2 separate regions of the Mus musculus genome follow, and region 1 is linked to region 2. The links are chromatin contacts, called in public HiChIP or PLAC-seq maps. All regions are on one chromosome and are shown on one strand. The core of a region is the stretch at or near the end of the contact, and the rest is flanking DNA. Distances in the headings are between cores, read along the strand shown.

Region 1 (6,664 bases), core at 110-2,609, 160 kb before region 2:
AGACAGAGGCAGCAGAAATCTGTTAAACCAGAATCTAGAGGTTTGTCTAATCAGTTAGAAAGACTGAACACAAGAGTTCATGCTTCAAAAGGGGCACGCCAAAGGCTACCATGGCTATCCAGCACATCTTGCTAGATAACTTCTACCCAGTGCAGTGTAAACGGCTGCAAGCTGCATTCCCCAACAAGAGGATGTTGCCGCACCCTGAAACACAAGTGAAGGGAGGAAGGGTGGCTGGGGCTCAGGTACTGGAGAACCGAAGGCGCCCGGGCTTCTTCCAATGGTAGCCATAAGTGCTCTTGATGATCGTTCAACTTGCGTAACTTGGCGATTCTTCAAGAAAAGGGGTCCCCTTAATAATAGCTCTGTAAAATCGAGAAATCCAAAGGCAAGCCACAGTCACGGTGGTTTGTTTCTTGAGGCAGTTCAGAGATTATCTGGAGTTGTAAATATTGGTCATCCCCTCTGGAATGCCGACTTCCATCCTAGTCATCACGGTGGTTTTTACTTGAGTCTCTATTATCAAAATGTTCACGGAAGATAAAATGGAATTTCTCATGTTGGTAACCACCTTTACTCGCAGGTTCACTGTGCTTAGTGTTTCAAACACTCTCTAGATTCTCACACAGCATTTAAAACAATCCCATCTATGATCCTTCTTTGCATCGAGACAATCGACAGCTGACCTACCTCAACAACAGTCACCCTGAGAGAATGATTCTTTAACCGTGGGACCACCTGAAAAGGGATCCTCCTCTGCAGAGCTGTGCCTGTCTTAGCAGTCCCCAGCGCCACACACCTGTATGCACTGGAATGCCTTTCATAGAGCAGTCTCAAAAGCTGTGGTTTTTTCCAAGAAGTTTACATTGTGTTCATATACTAATTCATAAGTGAGACTACAGACAAAGGATGGTTATGCTAAAGCAATATCGGGTTGTTGGTCTTTTTAAACTTCTGATTTATTTCACAGCAAACCAAACCTCATTATTTGGTAGAAAAAGGCAAGTATTTGCATTCCACCACATCATGATTTTGCATATGCACGCACACGATATATACATATAACATTTCTGTCTTTGGTGGTTCAATCAGGGAAAGAAATATATGAAAATAGCAACACTTTGAAAAGGAACTGTGAAACAGCGGTCAGGGTAGCACTGTCTCTGTGCTCTGCTCATTTAATGCCATTTAAAGGTTCACACTGAATGGAGAAGACTCTTTTCTTTTTTGGCCAATAACCCCACCATCTTGTAGCCATCACCTGCCTGGGCAGGCACGGATCCCTCTATACCATTTACCCAGCAAACCAGCCATTAGCTCTTTCCTGGGTTAAATCTTAGATGTGTTTTCACAGACTTCAGGGACCGAGTGAGTCATAGCACCACATGGTTGGGGAAACCTGTTAACTGTGTACTTCTGCACGAGGGGCAAGGCAAGCAAGCAAGCAGATGCAAACCTTAAACGTAAGACATAAGGTACAAACTCACAACTACTGCTGTGTTGGCTCTGGTTTCTCATCCACATAATGGCTACTACCACCCTTCTGTACCTGTGACTCAGGGAATGGCAAGCGGCCCCTCCGAGAAAGGTCCCAGTGTGAACAGGGTTAGCTCGATGCTGGTGGTTTCAGTCCACTGCCTGCAATGGACGCGTGGCCAGGAGAAGCCCAGCACGGGTGAAACAAAGACAGGAAACAAACAGCTCTCACTTGTGGTTTAAAAACAAAAACAAACAAACAACTCCAAAGCCCTAGGGTATTACAGACACCATGAAAGAGTAACTAAAATCTCAAGCATAGTTCAAAGTGCTTTGCAGTCATGCCGCCAGCAAACCAGGAGGCTCATGAGGGTGGGTGGCAAAGGACGGTTTGCACAGTGGCACAGAGAGCTTCAGCAGACCAAGCACTGCTAGAGGAACACAAAGCAGGGAAACAGAGGAAGGTTTATGGAAACGTAAGCTTCGATTTAAAATAAGGAGCAATTTAAGGAGGAGAGGAGGAAGAGGAAGGGAAAAAACACCATAAACCTGTACGTTTTGTGTTAGAAATGCTTTGTAGCGTGTCAGCTGTTTGTGCACTCAAATAAATAACTTTTGTCACTTTAAAATACCAAAGTTGTCAAGGAAACCAAGTCATATTTGGCTTATGCCACAGTAAGTCATGGCTCCTACTTCTTCCAGAAGTTGGCCTCTTAAGCAATGAGGTTAATTCTGGCAATACTTGCTTACGGGGACAGTTATGTTTTCTGAAATTTGAGACCAAATAAAGTATAACTGGTTCATTTGAAAAAAAAAGGGGGGGACCAAAAATATGCCACAAAATTATTTTTACAATACATTTTTGCAGAAATAATCTCTAGGTGAAGCTTTTCATTTTATACACATATACAAAATTTAAACAGCAATATACACATAATCACAGTGAGGACGTTGGCAAATTCACCAATCTGTAGTGTGAAAACGAACTGCAGAGCAGCCTCCAAGAGAACAATGCTACATCAAGCAGGGCGGCCCATTCAATAGCAAACACCGAGACACGCCTGCCTGCAAGAGGCTGGCGGTGCAAGAAAAGCAGCATGCGCTTCCATACAGACAGCAGTTTATGGCTAATGGGTGACATAACCGTGGGAACAGTGACTCTCGCTGCCAGGCATAAGGTCCTAGGACATCTGCTTGTCTTTATACCATTCCACAAATTCGTCCAACAAAACTGGCCCTGGAGAGACAAAGAACAAACAACATGAGGCCTGGAGAGGCTTCAGAGGCTCAGCATGTGGCCAACACCCATGGGGACCGAGGGTCAACTGGAAGGAAGAGAAGGAAAAAGAGGAAAGGAGAGGGAGAAGAAGAGGAAGGTGGAGGGAGAGGTGAGGGGCAGAAGAAAAGCCATGGGCTCAGAGGCTGTTCCGGGAGAGAAGTGTACAGTGAATGAGTGGGGGAGGAAGGAGAGATCACTCAGCACCCAGTACTCACTCAGCACCCAGTACTCACATGCTCCGTCTTCATCGTAGTTGCTGAGGTCGAGACTAATCGTTCTGCTGAACTCCAGAACATTGCACCACTGGTCTTTGTTTATCACTTTGTATTTTGATTGCTGGTGGGGGGAGGGAAGTGATACGGTTAATGACACAAACAAGGGGGACGGTTTCAGTTTCTGTATGAGTCAACTTAAGAAAGCGCATGCAGGGTTAGCTCAACTGAAGCACCAATCTAGGAAGATCGACGGGCAAGCAATTTAAAATGGCAATGTTTTCAATTCATTATCACTGTAAGGTCGCCTCTAAGCCAGTGGCAGCACCCGCTGGGCAGCAGTGCTGCAAGGGTTAAACCACAGGACTACCCGGTTTACAGACAGTGCTTCATCCAGTACTGGGCACACAGTAAATGCTAACCAGGCAGCCACTTGCTGGGGACTATGGAAATGCTGCCAGTGGCCCAGAGCTGAGAACTCTTGCTATGACTCTCAGGAAAAACTGGAAAAAACATGAAGTGGTTGTCTATCACCCTTAGACAAGAAATCTGCTACAGGTAGATGAATACAATAGCCTAGAAATTTAAAAGCAAAATCCAGAGCTGACATTTTAAAAGTCCTTATGGCAATTAAATAAATAAATAAATAAATAAATAAATAAATATCAAAACCAGTTTAAATATATGCAAAGAGTCAAGCCAATGGTTTTGAGGATGCAGGCACAAGACAGGCTGGAATGGAAGGGTTGCTACCCTCCTTCTCAAAGAAAAACTACAAACTGACATGAGAGCAAAGCACAGACTTCAACTTCTGAAGCATAAAAGCTTTAGAAGTTTCAAAACAGCCAGTTAAGTCCCTGGGAATAGGGACTGTCAAATTTACTCACAGCCCCATCTTTTAGTCAAAGGACCCTTCACCTGGCGGTTCAAATCCTACTACACTCCCTGTGTACAAGAACCTGTTTCCAATCCTGTCCAATAGTGACGGCTTATGTCATGGGACTGTTAGAAGCTAGAACGGATCATAGGTAGAGCAGACCATCCTGCCAACAAGTACTTGTATTAATAAGCAGCTTGTATTAGCTTTTTACAGAGTTCCAGTTAACCTTACAAGTAGTTTCTAGTAACAAGAATAACATCAGTTGTCTTTTGGACCACTACATAAAGCAAGTAGTAAGAAAGTTTATTTCAAGTGGGAATTGAGTTGGACAAGGCACAGGATTCTCGCAAAATCCTACACCAATCCTTGAAAAGCAAGGCCATGTTTCAGTAGGAGGTGGGCAAAGCAGATGCCACACTCAGGCAGTCAAAGCAACTTAGTCTCTGCTTCATTCAGGCTCTGCAAAAGGATGTTTCAACAAAACCACTGCTAATAATTGGTGGCTCCAAATTTTGACCACCATGAAAGCAAACAGCAACAATGTAGTGAAAGCTAGTTGTTTCTGACTCTAGGCTAAGCACATTTAAACTGAAGAGAACACTGCCAGTGTGCCTAATCCAGTGCTCAGGGCTATCTATCCAAGCACTCCGCCAGGCACTGGGACTACAAATAGATTAGAAACTAGTTCTGGTGAGAGGCAGATGGCTCGTGTTTAATGTTGGCATAAGACTGGACATTCATCTCAAAGTAACCCCGAGTTCTGTTGCTACAAAGAACTGGGAGTCCAGAGCCAGTGGGATCTCCATGGGGTCGGGAGGACAGAGGGAGTGCTGTGGCTGTTCAGACACACAATTTGACAGGAACACACAGACACACTCCAAAACATGCAGTCACTGACAGACAGCAATCAGGGAATCACAATTCCAATGAGTAAAAAGCTACGGCAAATAAAAAATTACATAACATGGTTAGATGAAGTATGTGTTAGTTCTAAGCAAGCAAACATAACATTTCATAAAGTAGTAACTTGGTACCTCTAAGAATTGGTGAAAAACTGGAAAAAGGGGCCAGATTTTTCCTAATAACAGTCCCAACATGCACTTGGCAGTGTTTATGTCTAGGCTGCGCTGGTCCTTTTCCTGTTTAACAAACAAAAACAAAAGTAAGCCAGATGCTTCTAAGTCACACACTCTAATAAACCAAACATGTAGTTCACTTCAGCAAGAGGTTGGTAAACACACAGCTCAGTTATTATGCGTCATTGAACCCTGAAGGGACTAAGATGGCAGCCAAGACACAATGGGAGACCTAACAGTTGAGTGTCACATATACATTTATTTTGAGAAAGACTGATGCCAAGGGAATAACTTTATCCTAATGCCTATCGATCATGCAGTACTATGTACAATCATTTCTGGGCAAATAAAAACCATGGCCTGCTTGTTTTACATTATGATAATTACCAGAGTTACAACTGCTGACCGGAACCCCGCAGTGAACTCAGTGGATTCAAGTAGTCTGCTTTTGAGTACTTTGAATTGGTTTCCCCAGAGACTCATTTTCCCAACAGCTTTATTTTGTGTGGTAAATATTTTTCTTCTACCTAAATACACTGGAACTAAATTCAGCTCCTAGGAAGGTCTGGAGCCCGGGAGCATCTCCTAGTCAGAAGACGCGTTCACCAGCCGCCGCCTTAGGGAAGGAAGCAGGGGCTGTGTCTCTTTATGCTGCCTTCCCTGGCGTGTCCTACACCTGACTCCTACAACAGTGCCTACTGACCACAGGAAACTGGAAAACAGAATGCAGGTGACATGCAGAGTAAGCTTAGTCCACTCACTTTTAACTGTAACTAAAGATTCTACTTCTCATTTCACACTCATTTCCATTTTAAAACTTAAGCAGGCAGATCCTACAGGGGGAAACTATTCTCACACCCAGGAGGCAAGCTCACACATCTACAGCTCTCCTTCGTGTGGTCCATCAGCTAGAAGGAAATCTGCAAAAGGACTTTTCTACAAAGGGGTGAGGTACTTGGCTATCCTCCTGGAGTAGAAGGTCAAGTGTCCACCACAAAAGGAGCCAGGCTACAGCCACCGCTGGCCACCCACACCTCCTGACAAAGGCCGGTCAGTCCACAGGGAGGTTCTACTCATGCCATTGATCCTCAGAGGACTTAGAGTGGTACAGCAACAAGGCTCGCTCAACACACTAGCAATGGAAAAGAAGGCACAGCAACTTTCCATTTAAGAAAGACATAGAAGACGGCTTCTGGTCATAGTCGCTAAGTGAAATAGCTGTTCATAACAGGCCGGGTCACATGGCGCAGTAACAGCCTTCCCCGTTAGAGGTTACACCACTCAAGGCTGGGGAGGGAGGCCATTTCTGTGCTGGCCTTGGGCCAAGCAGATGATCCCATCGTGTCTTGGCAGCATTAACTCTGCTAGGGAAGAGGCCAGAAGAGACCTGGTTGGTGTATTGTCTTTCCGCTTTGGTGATGCACTGGTGAAATGAATAGAAAGCATCACGTAGGTTGGAGTGTGGGGATGGCAGACAGCAACAGCGCACCATGTCAGGAAGCAAGCCACGAGAAAAATAGTAAGCTGCTGAGAAACGCACGTGGGACCACAAGATCTTGCCAAAGTCCACTTAACACAAGTGTGTTCGGCACCGACTGACCACACAGCACCCTAAAGAGCTTCCTTTTACTGAGTTTATAAGCACTTGTTAGCCCCCACACCTCTCATCTCCTGCCATCATAGGATCTGTGTCACTCTTGACATGTACTACAGTGACGAAAATAAAAAGGGAACAAAAGAC
Region 2 (6,541 bases), core at 2,611-5,110:
AAATAGCTCAAAATGCTCGTGGTTACAAATCCACAGCAGCCTTGAACTAAGAGTTCCTGGTCGCTTTTTGAGCACAGAGACAGATGGATACTTTTACAGAATAAAACAGACCCTCTAGAACCCTATCACCTGACATCAAGTGATTTTTTTTTTTTAAATAACCTTAACAAGACAGTTACACAGGACAAGGAAAACTTTTCCCAGCAAATGACCACAGGAAAAATTAACTACCCAAGTGGGAAAGGATCAAGTCGAAGCCCTACTCCACACAAGTTCGAGCACCAACTCAAAGAGGCTCTGTAGTTGTTTGAATGAAAACGTTCCCCCCAATCACAGATATTTGAATACTTGGTCACCAGTGGGTGGCGCTGTTTTGGGAGATGGTACAGCCTTCCTGGGGGGAAGAGCATCACTGGGGGTGGGCATCTCCAGACATGCAGATTGCTCTCTCTGCTTCATGATTTCTGTTGAAGATGTGCTCTCTGCGGTTTTCACTCTGGCTTCCCCGCCACAAGTCCTCCTTTGATGGGCTCTCACTCTGGAACTGCAAACCCAAATAAACTCTTCCTTGACTGTTTCCGTGATGTTCTATCACAGCAACAGAAGCACAAACTAATACAAAGATCAGAAGACTACATCAAGCCGTGGATGCTTTTAAAGAAAAAAATATCGAAAGAAAGAGAATAGATCTTCGTGGTTTTAACTCTTGGCAATAGATTCTCAGTCCAGCATCAAAAGCGTAAGAGACAAGAGAGAAATGATACATAAACGGATGTCCTCTGAGATTAAAAGCTTTCAGCCAGGTGCAGCAGCGTGCCCCTATGGTGGGGGGAGGAGGTAGCTAGGGAGGCTGAAGGGAAGATCATTAGCCCAGGAGGTCTGAGCCTGCCTTTGCAACAAAGCAAACCTTCATCTCAAAAATAAACAAAAATGAACCAAGAAAAAAAATGGAAATATTTTTGCTTCAAAAGACTGAAAAGAGGGCTGGTGAGAGTGCTCAGTAGATAAAGGTTCTTGCCACTAGGTTTGACGGCCTGAGGCCATCTTTGGGATCCACATCATTGAAAAGGAAACTGACTCTTAACAAGATGCTCTCTGACTTCCACACTCTTGATGAGATGTTGGTGCTTTCTCAATATCTCTCCCCCCCCCTCTCCCTCTCTCCCCCCTCTCTTTCTCTCTCTCCTTTCTCTCCCTCTCTCTCCCTCTCTCCCCCTCTCTCTCCCTCTCTCCTCTCTCTCCCCTCACTCTCCCCTCTCTCTCCCTCTCTTCTCTCTCCCCCCTCTCTCTCTCCCTCTCTCTCTCTCACACACACACCACATAAAAAATATAATAAAATATCTTTGAAGAGAGTGAAAGGAGAGCTGAGCGTAGTCGGGGTCCATCTCCACTTACTGAGATGTTTGCCCTGCTTCCTCCTTCTGACTTACTGAAAGCTATCTGTAAGTTTTCCTACTGTTTTGCATAGATAGACTCATACAATGAGCACATGGCCTTCCACCTCTGGCCATGGGCAGGAGTCCTTGGGCAGTGTAGTGAAAATAGGATGTAGTTTTAGAAAAGGTGTTGGTGGTATTGGTTGCTCTTTTAGACTAGAGAGCAGACAGGGATGCTTGAGTGATCTTTTTTGCCCTTCCATTGACTTCTCATGATCCTACTCCGAGATGGCATCTCATAGAAAACCCGCCATCAACTCAGTGCAAGTTTTCCTCCGGTGTATAATCTTCTCGGTCTGAAAAAGTGTTGACTCCCAGGGCGGTGATTTTGAATGAGCCGACTCTCCGTTCCAGCGTGGGGAATTGCCAACACATGGCAAGCAAAGGCTGACCTCTCTCCCCTGCAACTCTGCAGTCATCCACTGCCAGAGTGCTCTCAGAGTTAGCCTCAAGTCCCCCTTCAGGACTGGCTGGATTCGTAGCTGGGTGGTGGAGTGTTATTCGGTCATAAAAAGAAATGAAGCCGTGACGGGTACAAGCTCTAACTGGAAAGTATCCCATCACAGGACACATGTGATTGCCTGGACTCACTTTTATGAACTATCTAAGCAGAGAATCCCTTAAAGGCAGAAAGTACTGTGGTGGTAACTGGGAAAGGGGGAGACCAGGAAGTAACTGCTCAATAGGTGAGGCTTTTCTTTTAGGGAGTGTGGTAATTTGAATATGCTTGGCCCATAGGGAATGGTACTGTTAGGAGGTGTGGCCTTGTTGGAGGAGGTGTGTCTGTCACTGTGGAGGTGGGCTCTGGAGGTCTCCTCCTATGCTCAGGCTCCACCCATTTCGGAAGAGGTCTTCCTCCTAGCTGCCTGAGGATGCCAGTCTTCTGGTTGCCTTCGGAACAAAATGTAGAATTCGCACCTCCTCCAGCGCCATGCCTGCCTGGACACTGCCATGCTTCCTGCCATGATGATAATGGACTGAACCTCTGAACCTGTAAGCCAGCCCCAATTAAATATTGTCCTTTGTAAGACTTGCCTTGGTCACGGTGTCTGTTCACAGCAATGGAAACCCTAAGACAGGGGTGATGAAAATATTTTGGAGGGGGCTGGTGAGATGTCTCAGTGGGTAAGAGCACCCGACTGCTCTTCTGAAGGTCCAGAGTTCAAATCCCAGCAACCACATGGTGGCTCACAACCATCCGTAACAAGATCTGACTCCCTCTTCTGGTGTGTCTGAAGACAGCTACAGTGTACTTACATATAATAATAAATAAATAAATCTTTAAAAAAAAAAGAAAAAAGAAAATATTTTGGAGTTTAGCTGTGCTGCCAGATACATAATAAATACACAAAGCCATTTGACTTCGCCCTTTGAGAAGATAAACTTAATGGCAACTTTTACCTCAATTGAATATGATGAGACTCCTGGTGTACTGCCTGTATTTTAAAAGTATTAGCAGGTTGTGGTAGCACGCATTTGTAATCCCTGCACTTGGGAGGAGAGGCAGAAGGACAAGGATTTCAAGGTCATTCTCAGCTATGTAGCGAGTCCAAAGCCAAACTGAGTAATATGAGCCTTTAGAAGGCAAAAGTTAAAACAACAACAACTAATGTTTAAGATAAACAAAAGAAATGAAAGAAATTCCACCACCACCACCACCACCACCACCACCATCACCAGAAAGATACACAGCAGCTCAGTGAACATCAATGTTAAAGATAATTACATAGGAGAAATTCACTTCACACTCACTATGGAATTCTGATTTTTTTATTTTTTAAAAAATCGGATGCTAACATGTTGACAAGGATGTGAAGACTGTGCTGGAGGGGGCAGAACGTGGTGCAGCTATGTTGGAAAACGTTCTATCGGTTCCTCAAAGAGTTAAATACAGAGGTACTGTATGAGCCAACCATTGCACTCCAAGGTATAGGTATGGGGGGGGCGGGCAATGTACAAACCCCATGCACAGATGCTTGAAGCAGCAGTGCTTCTAACAGCCCTAAAGAGAAGCAGTCCAAATGCATAAGCCCTGATTATAGTGTTATTTACATTCAATAGAACAGCATTCAGCAATGAAAAGGTATTGCTACATACGATGGCACAGTTCACTCTAGACACTGTGTTAAGAGAAAGGAGCCAGTCATTAAAAAAAAAATTGTACAATCCTGTTTACGAGAAATATTCTGAGTAGGCAAATTGAAAGTGACTGAGAGTGGCTTAGAGGTTACGGGGGGGGGGGTTCATATAGGTGGAGAAGGAAGTGGGTTGGTGAATCCAGTTTCTCATAGAGTAGATGACACTTCTAAAATTAACTTGTGACTGGCAACTTCCCGACTGTCAGTGTGCTGGCAGCACTTCCCTGCCCACGGGATGCTAAGTTCATGAATCACATAGGGTGAGGATCTCCAAAACACTTTCAAGTGTTTTGGGCGAGGCTGCAGTCTGAACGCCAGCAAATGAAGAAAAGACATCAGACCCTGCACTCTCCTGCCTGGGTGCCTCCCTGTTTCTCTCTGGATTGATTGCACTTCTCACTGTACCTGGCAAAAGCAACTGAAGAAAGGAAGGAAAGGTTTACTAGGGCTGATAATCTGAAGTTAAGGGTACAGTCCACGACGGCAGGAGAGGTCTGGCAACAGGGAAGGTCTTCCTGCTATACTGCATGCACAGTCGGGAAGCAGAAAGAAACAAAAGGGCACCTTCCTCCCTTTCTCCTTTCTATTCAGTCCAAGAGTAGAGCCCCAGGGCTGGTGAGATGGCTCACTGTGGTAAGAGCACCGACTGCTCTTCCGAAGGTCCTGAGTTCAAATCCCAGCAACCACATGGTGGCTCACAACCATCCATGAGATCTGATGCCTTCTTCTGGTGCATCTGAAGACAACTACAGTGGACTTATGTATAATAATAAATAAATCTAAAAAAAAGGAGTAGAGCCCAGGGGACAGTGCCGCCCACATTTAGGGTGAGTCTTCCCTCCCCATTTAAACCTCGGAAACACCCTCGTGGACACTCCTTGAGGTAAACTTTCCTGGGTGGCTCTTGAGTCCAGTCCAGTTGACAACGGAAGAGCAGTTTTCATATGCTGGAAACAAAAACCACACAGGTCTAATTGAGAGTGTGTGTCTGTGCAGTGCTTTGCTAGTCCATTATAAAGTTAGTTTCTTTTTCAGTATCTAACTTGCTTTTGTTGCAATTGGCCTTCTGTCTTACTTCATTTTCTTTAGCACTCTGACTGCAGCTCACCATAGGTGTGTCTGGAAAATGCAGTCCTTCGATGACGGGAGATCTTGGTGAGCAGCTATCCATCTCTGCTACAAAAGTCTACTTTATAGAGACTTATTTTGAGGTTTAAATAGATAAAAAGCTAAGGCCTTCAGTGTGGTGCCGGTTGTGGTGTTCACAGAACTCACAATACTGGGGGGGGTGGAGGGGGAGGTCTTTTGTTAAGCTGCCATGATGTTTGGCCTAGTGCAGGGGAGGTCTTAGAGACAAGGCTGGCAACTTAACAGTGACAGCTCTGTCCTGAGAGTATTTTAATTGCCTTCTTGAGGCTTTCTGTAATCTCGTTGGCATTCTCCCAACTACAGATTCCACACCAGCACTCGGCATACAAGGAAGGGTTTCATCATCGGCCCCCATCAGTCTCCAGAGAGAGCAGCATCCCACTCTAGACTGTTCTGCGTTTCCAGTCTGGTCCTGCATGGCACAGTGGGAAAGTTCCCCGAGGCTCCTGAGGCTCTCCTGTGCCCCTTTAATGTGGAGTTGAGTTAATGTATCCATAGCGAGTTAATTATGAAGCTGCTTCTAATTTCCTTACTAGGAAATCATATGATCAATAGAGGGCTCATAGGAAGTTTTAATTACCTGGCTCTCCACCAATCTTATTGCTTTTTAATTACAGAGATTATAAAATGTTTACACCCAACACACAGGATATGAGTTATTTGGATACTGATAAAGCCATGCTCAGCCTCGCCTGCACAGTGTGCATGCAATGATGTCAGCTTGCCATTGCAACTACTACCTCCATTTTCATATTTATAATAGGTTTGGCTCATATTTAAATTCCAAAGGCCTTAGCACCTCACTTTTTTGGTGGGATCTCTTTTCCACCCTGAAGCTGTCATTGACATTCTTACATTACCTGGAAATGAATGAAGTCCCTCACAGTCGTGCCAGCTGCTTCCTCGTCCCCTCTGTCCCCTCGTTTTATAGAGCATGACCACGCGGAGTTCAGTCAGAACACGATGAGACTGTTTTTCGTTTTATCGTAAAACGAGGATCTCTGGCATTACCTAACACTGCCTGTTGTGATAAAGATCTGATCTCCTGGTGAGAATAAGAAAAGCTCTTCCTTAAAGAGGTGTGCTGAGAAGAACCATCCACCTCCACCTCCTCCACCACCTCCTCCTCCACCTCCTCCATCACCTCCATCTCCACCTCCACCACCTCCTCCACCTCCACCTCCACCTCCTCCACCTCCTCCTCCATCTGCTCCACCTCCACCACCTCCTCCACCTCCACCTCCTCCACCTCCTCCTCCACCTGCTCCACCTCCACCACCTCCTCCACCTCCACCTCCTCCACCTCCTCCTCCACCTGCTCCACCTCCACCACCTCCTCCATCACCTCCTCCACCTCCACCTCCACCTCCTCCACCTCCACCTCCTCCACCTCCTCCACCTCCACCTCCTCTACCTCCACCTCCACTCCCACCCCCTCCACCTCTACCTCCACTTCCACCACCTCCTCCACCTCCACCTCCACCACCTCCTCCACCTCCACCTCCACCTCCACCTCCTCCACCTCCACCTCCTCTACCTCCACCTCCACTCCCACCCCCTCCACCTCCACCACCTCCTCCACCTCCACCTCCTCCATCCCCACCTCCTCCACCTCCACCTCCACCTCCACCACCTGCTCCACCTCCACCACCTCCTCCACCTCCACCACCTCCTCCACTACCACCATGGCAGTTCAGGCTCATTTGGTTTATGAAAATATCCACACTACCAGAGAAAGGGATCAGTTCCTGGTCTGCAATGACTAACATCTGTCTCCCTGGTATCCCACAACCATCCCAGGTCAGGTGCAGCAATAGT

What was found. HiChIP or PLAC-seq counts read pairs in DNA pulled down with a chosen protein or histone mark.
Region 1: a FOXA1 HiChIP or PLAC-seq map of pancreatic cancer cells shows a contact between it and region 2. The contact joins two enhancer-like sites. A contact is called at or near these places in 6 of 39 promoter capture datasets (the 3T3-L1 cell line, 3T3-L1-derived adipocytes, the HPC-7 cell line and 3 more), 1 of 484 Hi-C or Micro-C datasets (morula) and 2 of 115 datasets of contacts at active chromatin or transcription factors (cardiomyocytes and pancreatic cancer cells).

What each region holds. Positions count from the first base shown.
Region 1 is chr5:73,553,681-73,560,344 of GRCm38.p6, reverse strand. It overlaps Dcun1d4 (DCN1, defective in cullin neddylation 1, domain containing 4 (S. cerevisiae)), which reads right to left. Exons shown (of 11, transcript NM_178896.5): 9 at 4,882-4,986; 10 at 2,989-3,091; 11 at 1-2,713. The coding sequence ends at 2,658. Among named protein-coding and RNA genes, the nearest start is that of Dcun1d4, 66 kb to the right of the region's middle. Within about 2 kb of position 1,359, at least 26 of the 459 cell types and tissues checked have an H3K27ac peak or open chromatin away from gene starts, as enhancers often do. A contact at or near this core is called in pancreatic cancer cells, where this site is marked.
Region 2 is chr5:73,398,815-73,405,355 of GRCm38.p6, reverse strand. No RefSeq gene overlaps it. Among named protein-coding and RNA genes, the nearest start is that of Cwh43, 4.0 kb to the left of the region's middle. Within about 2 kb of position 3,860, at least 73 of the 459 cell types and tissues checked have an H3K27ac peak or open chromatin away from gene starts, as enhancers often do. A contact at or near this core is called in pancreatic cancer cells, where this site is marked.